Linked DNA regions of Mus musculus: region 1 is linked to region 2. The links are chromatin contacts, called in public Hi-C maps. All regions are on one chromosome and are shown on one strand. The core of a region is the stretch at or near the end of the contact, and the rest is flanking DNA. Distances in the headings are between cores, read along the strand shown. Region 1 holds the start of Zbtb32 (zinc finger and BTB domain containing 32). Region 2 holds the start of Prkd2 (protein kinase D2).

What was found. A called contact is a pair of places that touch in the nucleus more often than the background predicts.
Region 1: a Hi-C map of B cells shows a contact between it and region 2, with 8 read pairs. The contact joins the promoter of Zbtb32 here to the promoter of Prkd2 in region 2. A contact is called at or near these places in 1 of 39 promoter capture datasets (cranial neural crest) and 1 of 484 Hi-C or Micro-C datasets (B cells).

Annotation. Positions count from the first base shown.
Region 1 is chr7:30,589,528-30,595,447 of GRCm38.p6, forward strand. Zbtb32 (zinc finger and BTB domain containing 32) reads right to left here and starts at 3,415. Exons shown (of 6, transcript NM_021397.2): 1 at 3,385-3,415; 2 at 1,530-2,438; 3 at 1,269-1,342; 4 at 1,106-1,174; 5 at 829-993; 6 at 154-680. The coding sequence starts at 2,341. The coding sequence ends at 403. It overlaps Gm32082 (a long non-coding RNA gene), which reads left to right. Exons shown (of 3, transcript XR_003946734.1): 2 at 1-78; 3 at 687-832.
Region 2 is chr7:16,840,577-16,846,839 of GRCm38.p6, forward strand. Prkd2 (protein kinase D2) reads left to right here and starts at 2,326. Exons shown (of 19, transcript NM_001252458.1): 1 at 2,326-2,457; 2 at 2,906-3,287; 3 at 5,243-5,381. The coding sequence starts at 3,048. Strn4 (striatin, calmodulin binding protein 4) reads left to right here. Exons shown (of 18, transcript NM_133789.3): 18 at 1-355.

The DNA of each region.
Region 1 (5,920 bases), core at 2,165-4,664, about 14 Mb after region 2:
CGCCTTTGCCGCGTGCTGCCCTCGGGAATTATACGAAGCCCCCCGGAAGGAGAAGTGTGACCCTCTGTTTATTGAATGGTGAATGGCCAGCAGGGGCCGCTACAGGGCAAGGGTGGAAACCCCCTAGCACAGAGGAAAAGTCTGGACTCGTCCTGACTGGAGCACAGGAAACTTTATTATAGTGATGAAATTGACAGTCCCCAGTTAATCTTCACCGAGTTAATTGTCCTTTAACTCGGGCTCGCCAGGCCGAGGCTTCTGCAACTCGCTTGTCCCGGAAGGGTTCGTAGCTCCTGTCTCGCAGTTCTTCTGTGGTTAAATTTGCCAGGCCGCCCTAGCTGAGCCCTTCTGCCTTTCATTCTTTGGACTCTTTGTCAAGCCAGAGAAGCTACCAACACCCGGTCAGGTGGCAGCAGAGGAGGTAGGACTACCGGGAGAGCTGGAGGCCCGGGTCGGCCTCGAGGAAGAGTAGAGGAAGGTGGAGCGTATGGTCCATCCAGGCGGCAGCCGGCTGGGCGAGTGGCCACGCATGTGCGCCTGCATGGAGGCCAGGCTAGGGCAGCCAGCCCTGCACAGAGGGCATCGATAGGGAGCAGCCCCATGTGTCCTCAGGTGCTTGGTCATGGCAGAGAAATCCCGGGAGCGCTGAGGACAGAGGCTACAGGAGAAGGGCTTCTCTCCTACAGGTGGAGGAGAAAGCCAGAGAAGGAAGAAATGGGCGAAGGCTCTCCAAGCTAGGGGTGCGTCGAGCAATAGGGCAAGGGAGGAGCTGGCAGGCCGGCGATGGAAACGAAAAAGATAAATTCACACTGGGCAGGATGCCCATACCTGTGTGGACTCGGTAATGTGTCTCCATCTGATGCTTGAGTGAAAACCTCTTTCCACACACAGAGCAAGAATAGGGCCGAGAGCGAGCAGGAGAGGGTAAAGGAGGGTGTTGGTGAGATGGGCAGTTCAGTGTGCGCTCCTGACTCACACAGGTTGCCAGTGTGCCTGTGTGGACAGAGAAATGGCGTGACCCAGACAGAATCCCTGAGGCCGAATCAATACAATGTCTAAACGATTTGGTGAGGAGAGGGGAGGCGGCAGCTCTCACCCTACTTACCTGTGAACCCTTGCCCAGACGTTTCTATCTGCCAAGGGCTGAGGGTTTCAGTGCCCTGGGGAAAAGATCCTGGAAACAGAGTGAAGTAGGGGCCCTGCTAAGGCTGGACTCCTGGAGCCCAGCCACTGGGCAAAAGCCCTGTGTGGAATACTGAGGGGCTTACCTGGAGTGGGGCTAGAGGAAGCCAGCTGATTCTGACTCCAGAGAGCTTTGGAGTGGTTCAAGGTCAGTGGGATCCTGGGTGGAGAAGAATTACAGTCTTGGCAAAGCCTGAGAACCTAACTGACTCTGGCCTGTCTTGTGATGACAATATTTGTTGTCTCTAACTCAGGAAATGTACACTGAACCCTTCCAACCATCACTGCTGCCTCTCCGGAGCCACTCCCTCCCTGCCTAGATGTCCTCCTTTAAGCCTCTCACTCACCTCTGATCTTGAGGCCGGACCTGCCAGGCCGCAGTGATGGGGGTACTATGGGAGAAGGGAGCACCGTATCTGGAGGGCCACAACAAGATGCTCCACAAGGCCGACTGGCCCTCCCCCAACCTAGGGACTTCAGCCCACCAGGGCCTGGGAATGAGGCTAGTTAGGAGGGAACCTGGTGGGGAAAGGGGATCAGGGCACCCACGAAGACTCTCCTCAGAGCCCTTGTGGCTCTCGATACCTCGCATGACCTCCTCTGAGCTCATCATCCTAGTTGCTCCTGCCATCTCAGGCCTCTCTCCGGGTGCTTTATGCTTGTGTGACATCTCCTGTTCTCTCCCATTACTTCTAAAATCCTTCTCTGGCTTCTGTTTCTCTCCAGGACTCCCAAGTCCTCTCTCAGAGCCCCTCATGAAGTCTTCTGATTGCTGGTGCCTCTTCAGTCCTGGATCCAGCTCATCTTCATCCTTGCCCTTTTGAGCTCTCTGACAGGCCTCTTCCAAGGCCTGTACCCCCAAGGCTTTGGCTGCCTCTTCAAGGTCCCCCAGCTCCCCAGGCTGTAGCTCTATACTCTCTCCATAGACAAAGGTCAGAATCTGAGCAAAGGTGGAAGGGCTTATGTCTTCAACCAGAGCCCACCGGCCCCTGCAGCCAAGCCTTGGGCTTGCACCTGCCAGCACTAGGCTGTGAGCCGGGAACTCCAGGCCCCCTACTGTGATCAGGGTATCACACAGTGCTGGCCGGAGTCTAGCCGCTAACTGTACCAACCTATCAGAGCCATATGGGCTGATTAGTCTTGTGGGGGTCTGGGGCATTGTTCCTGGCTAATCTACCAGTTTCACAGGCTCTGAGAGGAAAGCCACAATGGGGGATCCATGATTGAAGTGGGAGAGAAACCGCATACTCTCTGGCCTGTGAAGGGGAAGGGAGAAAGAGTGAGTGTCTGGGCTCAGATTGGTGCTGTCTGTCCTGAATGAATCAAATAAACTAAGCCAAAGGCCAGCTGTGGGGATGCCACACTAGGAGAATGCACACTGGGCCAGAGGTTAGGTTTGGGGCCTGAAGAACGACAGCCAGGCAGTTAGCAGAGGTATCAGATAGTGGGTTTAGGGCTGGTATAGTTAGCAAACACCCAGCTTAAGGAAGGTTTGGCTTCCCCAGGCTCTTTTGCAGGGAAAGCCTCTGAACAGCCTGGCCTTTTCCACACTTTGCATCAAACCTGGCATTTATGAATGGAGGAAGATGCGACCTCATGAGAGAGCTCAGACAGCTTTTGGGTCCTCCCCCAACATGAGCCCAGAAAGCCAGAGAAGGCATCAAGACAGCTCACATGGCAGGACAAAAGACTCTTAAGGCGTCACACAATTGTCTCTGCAAGACTGAAGCTTCTAGAATACACCCTCTGAGAAGGGATTGGAAAAGAGCAGAGATCTCCATCCAGTGGGTTAAGGGAGTCACACAAGAGTTTTAGAGAAGGCTTTGATGCCTGAGGAAGTGAAAGAAAGGAAAAAGAGACTGGGGAAAGGGAAGCTACTTCCTCTCACAAGGAGGATAAAGAATGGTTGAGTTCTGTTTTTCATAAGCCAAAAGACTAAGACTCAGAAAGTGCTCAACAAGTCAAGACTTTAATCACACATCAAAACCATCATGACACAGAGAGAGATAGCCTGCGAGTCTTAGCATCCTGCAGGCCTAGCTCGGTGTGGACCCTCCATGAGTAAGCAGCATGGTGGGGGAGGCAGAGAGAGGAATGAGGAACTACTTAGACACCTTGGAGTGAGGGATGCAGGGTGGCAGGAAGTAGAAAGAAGGTTGGAATGGAGGAAAAGCACAGCTGGGGAGAGGGATGGTAACTCACCTCTGTAGCTGCCTCCTAGTACCGCATGCTCACTACTGCTCCTGGGGTTCCTGCCCACCTACCCCCAGTTAGCTCCACCCCGTCCTCAGTCATCCCAAGTATTAGTCTGCCACAGTCCCCTAGAGGGGTGTGGCTTACTGTCTCTGCTTAGGACCTATAAGAGAGGCTACAGATCTACTTTTAACAACCCGGACTGCCTTGCCTCCTCAGTCTAATTCACTTGTGAGTTCTGTAGAGTCAAAGATGTGAACCTGTGGTGACAGGGACTTTGGGATAGTCAAGAGTTGAAGCCTCATCTCTGCCATTTACTAGTTGAGTCACCTTGGGCACGTCATCCCTCCCTCAGTCACCTCATGCATCAAGTGTCATGGTCTCGTCCAGAGGTGGGGGTGAAAATGAAGTGCCATGCATGAGGAAGCAGTCTGTGAGCACAACACAGCATTCAGCTGCTATTAGTTCTACATCCTGGAGGTGGCCATAGCAAGGAGTAGCTGGAAAAGCACTTGTGATACCTCAGAAGTGTAAGCATAGAAACACAGAATGGGAAGCAGCAGGCAGAGGAAAAGCCAAGGCTCCTCCTTTCCCTGGCTTAGTTCATCAGGCCCCCCTTCCTCTATGAGACTGACCCTTGTCCTCTGGACCACAGCAAAGACTAGGTGTGTGTGACTCAGATCCTCCCAGCAGACTCTGAGGGGGGCAACCCCAGGAAGCCTGTGGTGGTCTTCGAAGAGAAAAATCTCCTTTTCTTGGGCTGATGACAAATGACATTTCTCTGAAATCAAAACCAGGGGTTTCTTTCATTTTCTGCTCAAGGGGTCAAGGTCCCTAGAGATTTCCACCTCTTTTGACACCTTTAGCGCCCCCCCCCCATATGTCTTCTTCCTGTGTAGCTCAGGCTGGTCTTGAAATCTCTATCATCCTGTCTCAGCCAGTGCCACCACGCCCAGTTTTGATACTCTTTAAATTGAGGAAGGGATAAAAAGCCTTTGAAACTCAAATTTGTTTGTTTCCTTTTAATTTATTTTACTTATGTTTTGTTTTTTACCATTCTACCAATCTGATCCTAAGCTGCTCTTCTCATTCATGGCAGGTGTCTAATCTGTCATACATATGGAGTAAATACGGAGAGGAGAGACAGGCCAGACATTGGCTGGGCTGCTGTGGTGCCAGAATGAGCTGAGTCCCCTGAGGTTTCTCCCTAGCTTCTGGCCCCTCCTCGAGCCAATAACGAACAGTCAGATCTGTTTTTCCCCCTTGGCTCCAGGACTCCAAGATGTTCAGTCCAGCCTTCTATTACTCTATCCCTCCAGACCTAGGATGCCTTCCCTCCGATTCTAGCTTGGGTGCAGGCAGGTGGCGACCCTCCTAGATCAGACAGGGTGTGTCGGTGGGTGAGGCTGGTGAAGGGTTAGTAGGGTGGAGATAGGGGAAGATGAGTCAGAGCGAAAGGGAAAATGCAAATGGAACCCTGTGTTCATCTGCTCCTCTGAATGTTAAATATTTTCCACTTCTGAGCTTTCTAATTCCTAACATCATGCACTTGGGATCATACTAGATACTGCTATGTAAAAGGCATACTAAATGCCAGCCCTTCTGATAAATGTACAAACAGATACAAGCCTTCCTCCAACACAAAAACACAGTCTCTAAAAACAAGAAGTGGGGCAAAGTTGTAGCGGGAAAGGCACTGGGGTCTGACAGCAGCCGCATCACCCAATGGAAGAAGTCCCTCCCTTCTGCCAGTGACTCAGCTGCCCCACTAGTATGCTTCACCCACTGATGACCAAAAAGTAGGGACCACTCAAAGATAGTCTGTGAGGACTGACAGTAGGCTTTCAGAGCACTGAGGAAAGAGCCAGGGGGTTCCCCAATGAGTAAACAAAAGGCCCTGAAGAATAGGAAACCCCATTTTGCCTCCCACTTCCCACTTGGTGTCTTCCCACAGTAAGGTTATCCCTTACAGAGAGAGGGGGGGGGGGCGCCCGTAGAGGTATTTTCAGGGCCCTTTGCACCTAAGCCCTTATGCTGGGGACACTGGGGTCCCTTCCCTGGCCTCTTCCTACAGCCATGGAAGAGTAATCACAGACACTTGGCATTAAGCAATGATAGGAGAAACAGATCCAACAGCGTGCACTTTGACTTGCAAGAGTAGAGCCAGGATCACAGACCCTGTAGTTGCCTTTATCCCTCAGACATTTAGCCACATCCCCCTGCTGCTCTCCCGATGGCTCTCTGGGTCAGAGTTCGGAAGCCCTGCTGTGCTATGGCCTTGCAGACCCTCCCCCAGTGCAACTGCAAGATAAGGTCATGGTTCCATCTAATATCTGGCTCCATGTAATGCCAGGAGTCACGTAGACCATGCTACACTAAATCACATGGAATGGAACCTCCTGGTTCCTTAGAAAAAAACCTAGACAAGTCGGATCCTCTAAGATTAGATGTCTTTTCTTCAGGATCCCCATTATGCGGTACATAGAGGCTATCTCTCCTAAGAAAGTACCTCTCTAGGATTTTGAAAGAACACTCTCCCTTCAAC
Region 2 (6,263 bases), core at 1,076-3,575:
AAGCCTCTGGGGCCAGGCCTTCCTGGGAAGGGCCTCCACTCCTCTGGGGCATTGTCCTAGCCACAGGCCCTCCTTGAGATGTAGAGAGAGGGTGGAGTGGGCCCTGTGCCCCTAGTTCTCTGTATATCTGTATAAAGGAATGGGATTTTAATGGCACCCACCCCACGTTATCACTGTGTGATAGTCTGTCAGTCTCCTCCTTGCTCCACACTTTGGCCTCTATTTATTTCACTCTTTATTTGGGTCCCACCTTATGCCCTCGGTTCCCCTTTCAGGTTCCTGTTCATAAGCCCCTTCCTTTTTGCCCCAACTTGTATGTGAAAAAAATTGTCTCAATAAACCCTTTGGAGTAAGATAGGTTTTCCAGGCCATCTGTCAAGGGGATGGTGGACAGTAGGGGAAGGCCACTCCCTCTGCCTTGGTTGAGTGGAGTCTGGAGAGAGGGATATATGGTAGATTGGGGGTCTGTGGTCGACTGGGATGGGGAACGAGGTGACATGTGTGGGGGGGGTGGAAATGGAAGCACATGGCCACATCTCCATGATCCTCCCCTTCCTGTCCCTCAACTTGTGCTCCCCCGCGCAGTGAGCTAGGGAGCAGATGCTGGGATGGAGCAGTGAACATTTAGTTGAAGACCCCTTGCCTGCTCAGGGGCTGAGAACAAAAGCCCCTTTCCTGCCCCATGCCCACTCTTGGACTGGCAGACAGCAGGAAGGTAGGCCCACCAGACCCAGGCAGAGGGCAGGATGTGCAGAGCAGTACAGAGTTCCCTCCCCTTACCCACGTTTAATGTCGGCTGGTGGGAGTTAGGCCTTCATTGCCACAGTGGGGAAGGACTGGAGTCCCATCATACAGAGCAGGGTATGAGCCACTCTGACATTCCAAACAGCAGGCACAGCATGTTCCACAACCCCCGCCTTCTAGACCTGCCCCAGGGTCACGGGGTAAAGGGGGCCGTGAGTCCCAGAAGCAGGCAGTCAAACATGCTGGGGACATGCCTGTCTAGAAGGTACATGTAGGCATGTGGTTTTTAGGGGACACTCATTAGCCAGGCTGTGAGCTCCACGTGGCCTTGCCTCCCCCTGTCCCTCTTTGCAACTTCCCCAGGTGGTAGTTTGGGTTTTCACTCCAGCCTCAGACTTCCTTCCCCAGCCTCTGCCCCCGGATGTGGTGACAGCCAGCACTGTACCCACCTCAGCTGCCCCCAGCAGCGCTGAACCAGTAAGGGGGGGCCCTTGTGGACAAGTTGCTGCTCTCTTAAAGCTCCAGCTACCTGGATGTGAAAACTAATTGGTAGCCACTGCCTGACTACTGGAGTAAAAGTCAGAACGGCTCTTGATGGAGTTAGAGTTGACTACACAGACTCACAGGCTCTCAGTTGATGTTAGCTTTTTAGATTTCCTGTTATTGCACTACTGTTTATTTCAGAGAAGGGTGGAGGTCAGGACAACCCACAGTAGCTCAGCTGGTTCTCCTTTGACTATGTGAGTGTACAGGATTGAACTCAGGCCAGTGAGCTTGGCTTCAAATGCCTTTCCCCACCTGGCCATCTCACCAGCCACATGTTGGATGATTCCGTTAACACACCCACCCAGACACCCCTGGATGTTTTCAGTGCCTTCCCTTTCCTCTGCAAAATCAAAGGCAGCCACATCAACTCAACTTTAGCAGTGTCCAGGCACCACCTGTATTTCGGCCTCATGACAGAAAAACTAAGGCTCACAGTGGAGAAGTCACACAGCCAGAAAGATGTCGGCACTTGGTCTCACAGGAGGTCTATCAAGTGGTGGTGTCCTTTGTCATGCCACCTTGGTTGGAGGGACAGGCTTTGTACCCTCAACTCTCTGGAGAGAAACCTGAAATTAAGCTCTCTTGTGCATCCTAAGGCCTCCTCGACTTCCCACCTTATATACTGGGCTTTTGAGCTGGGGACGCGCGCTTTTGTGTGTGTGTGTGTGTGTGTGTGTGTGTGTGTGTGTGTGTGTGTGTGTGTGTGTGTGTGTGTGTTGGGGGCAGGTTGAGTAGCAGAAACTGTAAAGCCACCGGACTTGACAACGATTTCCGACCCTTTCCCTGCGGTGGGCGCCGGATGCGTGCCAGTCTGACAGCTCACTCCTTCAATGACAAAGCGCCTGCCCCTCTCGCGTGCCGCGGTGAACTGCGGCGAAAAGTCAACTTTCCAGGCTGGACTGTGCAGAGGAAACGCTGACCCTTCCGCCCTCCTACCCCCAGCCACCAAATTCCCCCCAACTCCCTGGTGCGGGGTCCCGCCTTCCCCTTCCGTCCCAGTAAGGCCCGCCCTGTGATGTCACGGTGCCCTGCTTTGATTGGCCAGCTGTGCCATCGCTCCTGAGACTTCCTTCTGGGCCGCCGCTGCCGACTTAAACTTTGAAGGGGGAAAAATAGAGCTACCCGCGCTGTGCGACCCTCCCTTGTCCCCGACCCGCCCCGCCTTCGGTAACGCTCCCTCCTCCGCCGCCCCTGATCCAACTTTCCTCCGACTTTCACGACCTGTGAGAGTCTCTTCTTTCAGCCCTGGCCCTGGCAACCCCTCCTCATCCCCGAGCCAGTCGGGTTCCTACGATCCACTAGATCCCTGGTCAGACTCCCGTTTTCTACCCCCAAGGCAGAGCATCTTCAGGCCTGCCCTGACTTTGGTCCTGCCGTCAAACCCACCGGATCCTGGCATTCCCTCTGCTTTGCTCTCAGCCTTCTTTCTCCAGGGGCCTTGGATCGCAGTGTCTTTTGATTCCAGGGACCCTGCCCTACCCGACTTTCTTTCCTGGTTTCTTCCAACCTTCCAATCTCTGGGTACCCTTCCCCAAACCACTGTTTTTCTTTCTGAACTCTGCTCTCTTGACTCCCGGCGTGTGACCCACTAGATGCCTTTTCTCTCATTGCCCAGGATCCCGCCATCCTCGCGTCTCTCAACCTGACAGATTTCTCTCTCAAATGCCTGCGTTCTTACCACCACCGCAAGAGAGCTCTCGGATCTAGGTCCCAGGGTCCTTGGTGAGCTTTGGGCGGCAGATCTGGATCTGGCCCCCATGGCCGCCGCCCCCTCCCATCCCGCAGGACTCCCCGGCTCTCCGGGGCCCGGGTCTCCTCCGCCCCCCGGTGGCTTGGATCTCCAGTCGCCGCCACCTCTGCTGCCTCAGATCCCGGCTCCGGGTTCGGGGGTCTCCTTCCATATCCAGATCGGATTGACCCGAGAGTTCGTGCTGTTGCCGGCTGCCTCAGAGTTGGCTCATGTGAAGCAACTAGCCTGTTCTATCGTGGACCAGAAGGTGAGGGCATAGGGGGCTCTCATGATAAAGGAGGAGGCTTTGGAGGTGGCCTGAGATTGTTGGGAGGCCAGAGAGGGGCCTAGGTGACAGACGAGGAGGGGCACTACACCCTAGTCGTGTCCTCACTCCACCACCGGTTTCAGAGAGGCCCGGATAGGGGTGGGGTGCCCAGAGGCCTCCCCAAATTGCCTGTCGCTGCTTGTTGTTTTCTGCAGCGAGCAGGGAGGAAGGGAGGGGCCTACCAGGTGTGGAGTTGGGAGGAAGGGGCAAGTGGGAGCAGCTGATCAGGAAGAGCTCTTCTGATGGGCCCATCCTGGGCCTCCGGTCTTTGGAAACAGTAGAAATTGAAGCCATACTGGCCATGGTGATCGGGTGACATGTGTGAGTGGGTGTGTGGACAAGCTGCCAGGGGCAAGCAAGGTCTCGGGGTACAATCCCTATCCTTTCCCAGGCCTGAGATGGGGTGTGAAGGAGCAAGGCACTCCTGTGTATCTCCTTGGCACCCCCCAAAATCCCTGCAGACCCCTCTCCCCGCCTAATCAATGCCCCTCCTGCTGCTCTTAGATTTGGCTATCCAGGTTCCTCGCCTTGAGTATCATGGTCAGAAGGAACCAAGTGGGACTAGATGCCCAAATCCTAGGAAAATTTACAACCCAGCTGGTAGAGCACTTGCCTAGCAAGCAACCCCCCCCCCCCGGGTCTATCCCCCAACCCTAGGAGGTAGAGAGGAGCATGCTTTTTCAGTAGTTCAAGTGCCTGGTGGTGAATATACGAGAAGTTCTGAGTCCTGAGTGGTTGAATAATATGACAGTTACAGGTGGAACTCAGAATGTATAATCTTATAATGGGAGCACATTGGGATTCCCAAACATCCAGACTTAGGCTTTTCTCGGGCTCCTGGAAATAGATCCTTCCTCTCTAGAGAAACAGCAGGAACAGGGCCACCTCCCATTTTTTCCAGCAGATAAAAAACTAGTTAGAAAAAAAGCCAGCCTAGGCTACATATCCAAACCCTGTTCCAAGTGGGTGGGAGGTGGGGGTGTTACTAGATCAAGCCACCATCCGGGGCAAGGCAATACTGATTTTCTACAGATCATCAAGGGAAGCTGAGCCCACCAGCTCTCCAAGTCTATTTAGCCCAGCCCCCTCCCACTCCTAAATCAGCCTAGCCGGCCTGTGGGAAGCAGGACTGGGGCTCCTGTACATTGCCCCTGGAGTGAAATTCTTTGTATTAGGGTTCAGATCCCCAGCCTCCCCTTCTCGGGCCCAACCTAGTTTGTTTTCTGCTCTTCTAGGGGCTCAGGGGCTGTTTTGGGCCCCTTCTTGCCTGCCTTCCTTCCCTGTGCCCCACCTGGGCAGTTTCACTTTCTGTTCGACGCTGTGTCATTTCCTGCCCACTTCCAAGCTGGGACCCGGACACCTGGGTCTTTGGAGCCTTGGATGAGAGGAGGCCTCCTTACCTCTTAGCTATCTTAAGCACTCCCCCAAAAGTCCCTCCAACACCCCCCCCCCCTTTTTTTCTTGTTTCATTCTGCCCCAATGCTGGGCCAAGAGCCAGGTAACAGGAACAATAGATTCAGGAAGGAAGCTGGGGTGGAGATGTGGCTGAAAGAGGAGGGGGTGATCACTCAGTGTCCCGCCAGCTCTGGAAAATTCGAAATGTTCACTCTGCTCCCGGAGCCTCTAAACCTCCTTTGCCCCTCAGCCCCTCCCCTGCCAGTCTCACCCGCCAGACTCTGGCCAGAGCCTCCCTCCTTAGCACACCTGGGGCTCAGGCATCCTGCTGGCTCAAACTGGGGTTGGGAGGGGACAGGCAGGAAGCGGTGGGCTGTAGGGTCTCAGTTTCCGGGGGAAACAACCGGCCCTGCCCTGAGAGGGTTCCAGTAGGCTGCCGCTGTCGCATCCTGTATTTAGCTTTTCCGTTGCCACTCCACCCCTCTTCTCTTGCCCCTCAGTTCCCAGAGTGTGGCTTCTACGGCCTGTACGACAAGATCCTGCTCTTCAAACATGACCCAACATCAGCCAACCTCCTGCAGCTGGTGCGATCAGCTGCAGATATCCAGGAGGGTGACCTGGTGGAGGTGGTTCTGTCGGGTGAGAAGTGGCCGGCACCCCGGGGGCGGGGCCTTGTTGGGGGGAGGGGGCGGGCCTCTGGGAGAGGTGACATAGGATCAGTCTGATGGGACTTGCCTGTGATCCCAGGCACAGTTTTTAAGTACCGCAAGTTTAAGACTAGCTTGGGCTAAAAAGTGAAACATTTGCGCTGGACAACTGGTTCAGTGGTTAAAAACACTTGTTGCTGTTTCAGGGCACTGGGGTTCAGTTCTCAGCACCCACACAGCAGCTCACAAACTGTAACTCCAGTTCCAAGGGATCTGACTCCCTCTTCTGACCACCACAGGCACAGGCATATGAGCCAGCAAAGGGCCATACACATAAAAAAGAAAAATCAATGCATCTTTAAAAGGTGTGCCTCATAGAAACCTTGGGAGGAAGTAGCTTGCTTGCTTGCTTATTTGTTTGTTTGTTTGTTTAAGATAAGATCTTACTGTGAGCCAGGCATGGAGATCCATGCCTTTAATCCCAGCACTCGGGAGGCAGAGGCAGGCGGATTTCTGAGTTCGAGGCCAGCCTGGTCTACAGAGTGAGTGCCAGGACAGCTAGGGCTACACAGAGAAACCCTGTCTTGGAAAAATAAAATAAAATAAAATAAAATAAAATAAAATAAAATAAAATAAAATAAAATAAAATAAAATATAAAAAAATTTTACTGTGTAGCTGTGGATGGCCTGGAACTCACAGAGATCCTCCTGCCTCTGACTTTACACTGAGATTAGAGATGTGGACCCTGACAGTCAGCTAGATAGCCCTCTCCCTTTGTGATACCCAGCACATTTTTTAAAAAAAAGATTTATTTATTATATACAAGTACACTATAGCTGACTTCAGACACACTAGAAAAGGGCATTGGATCCC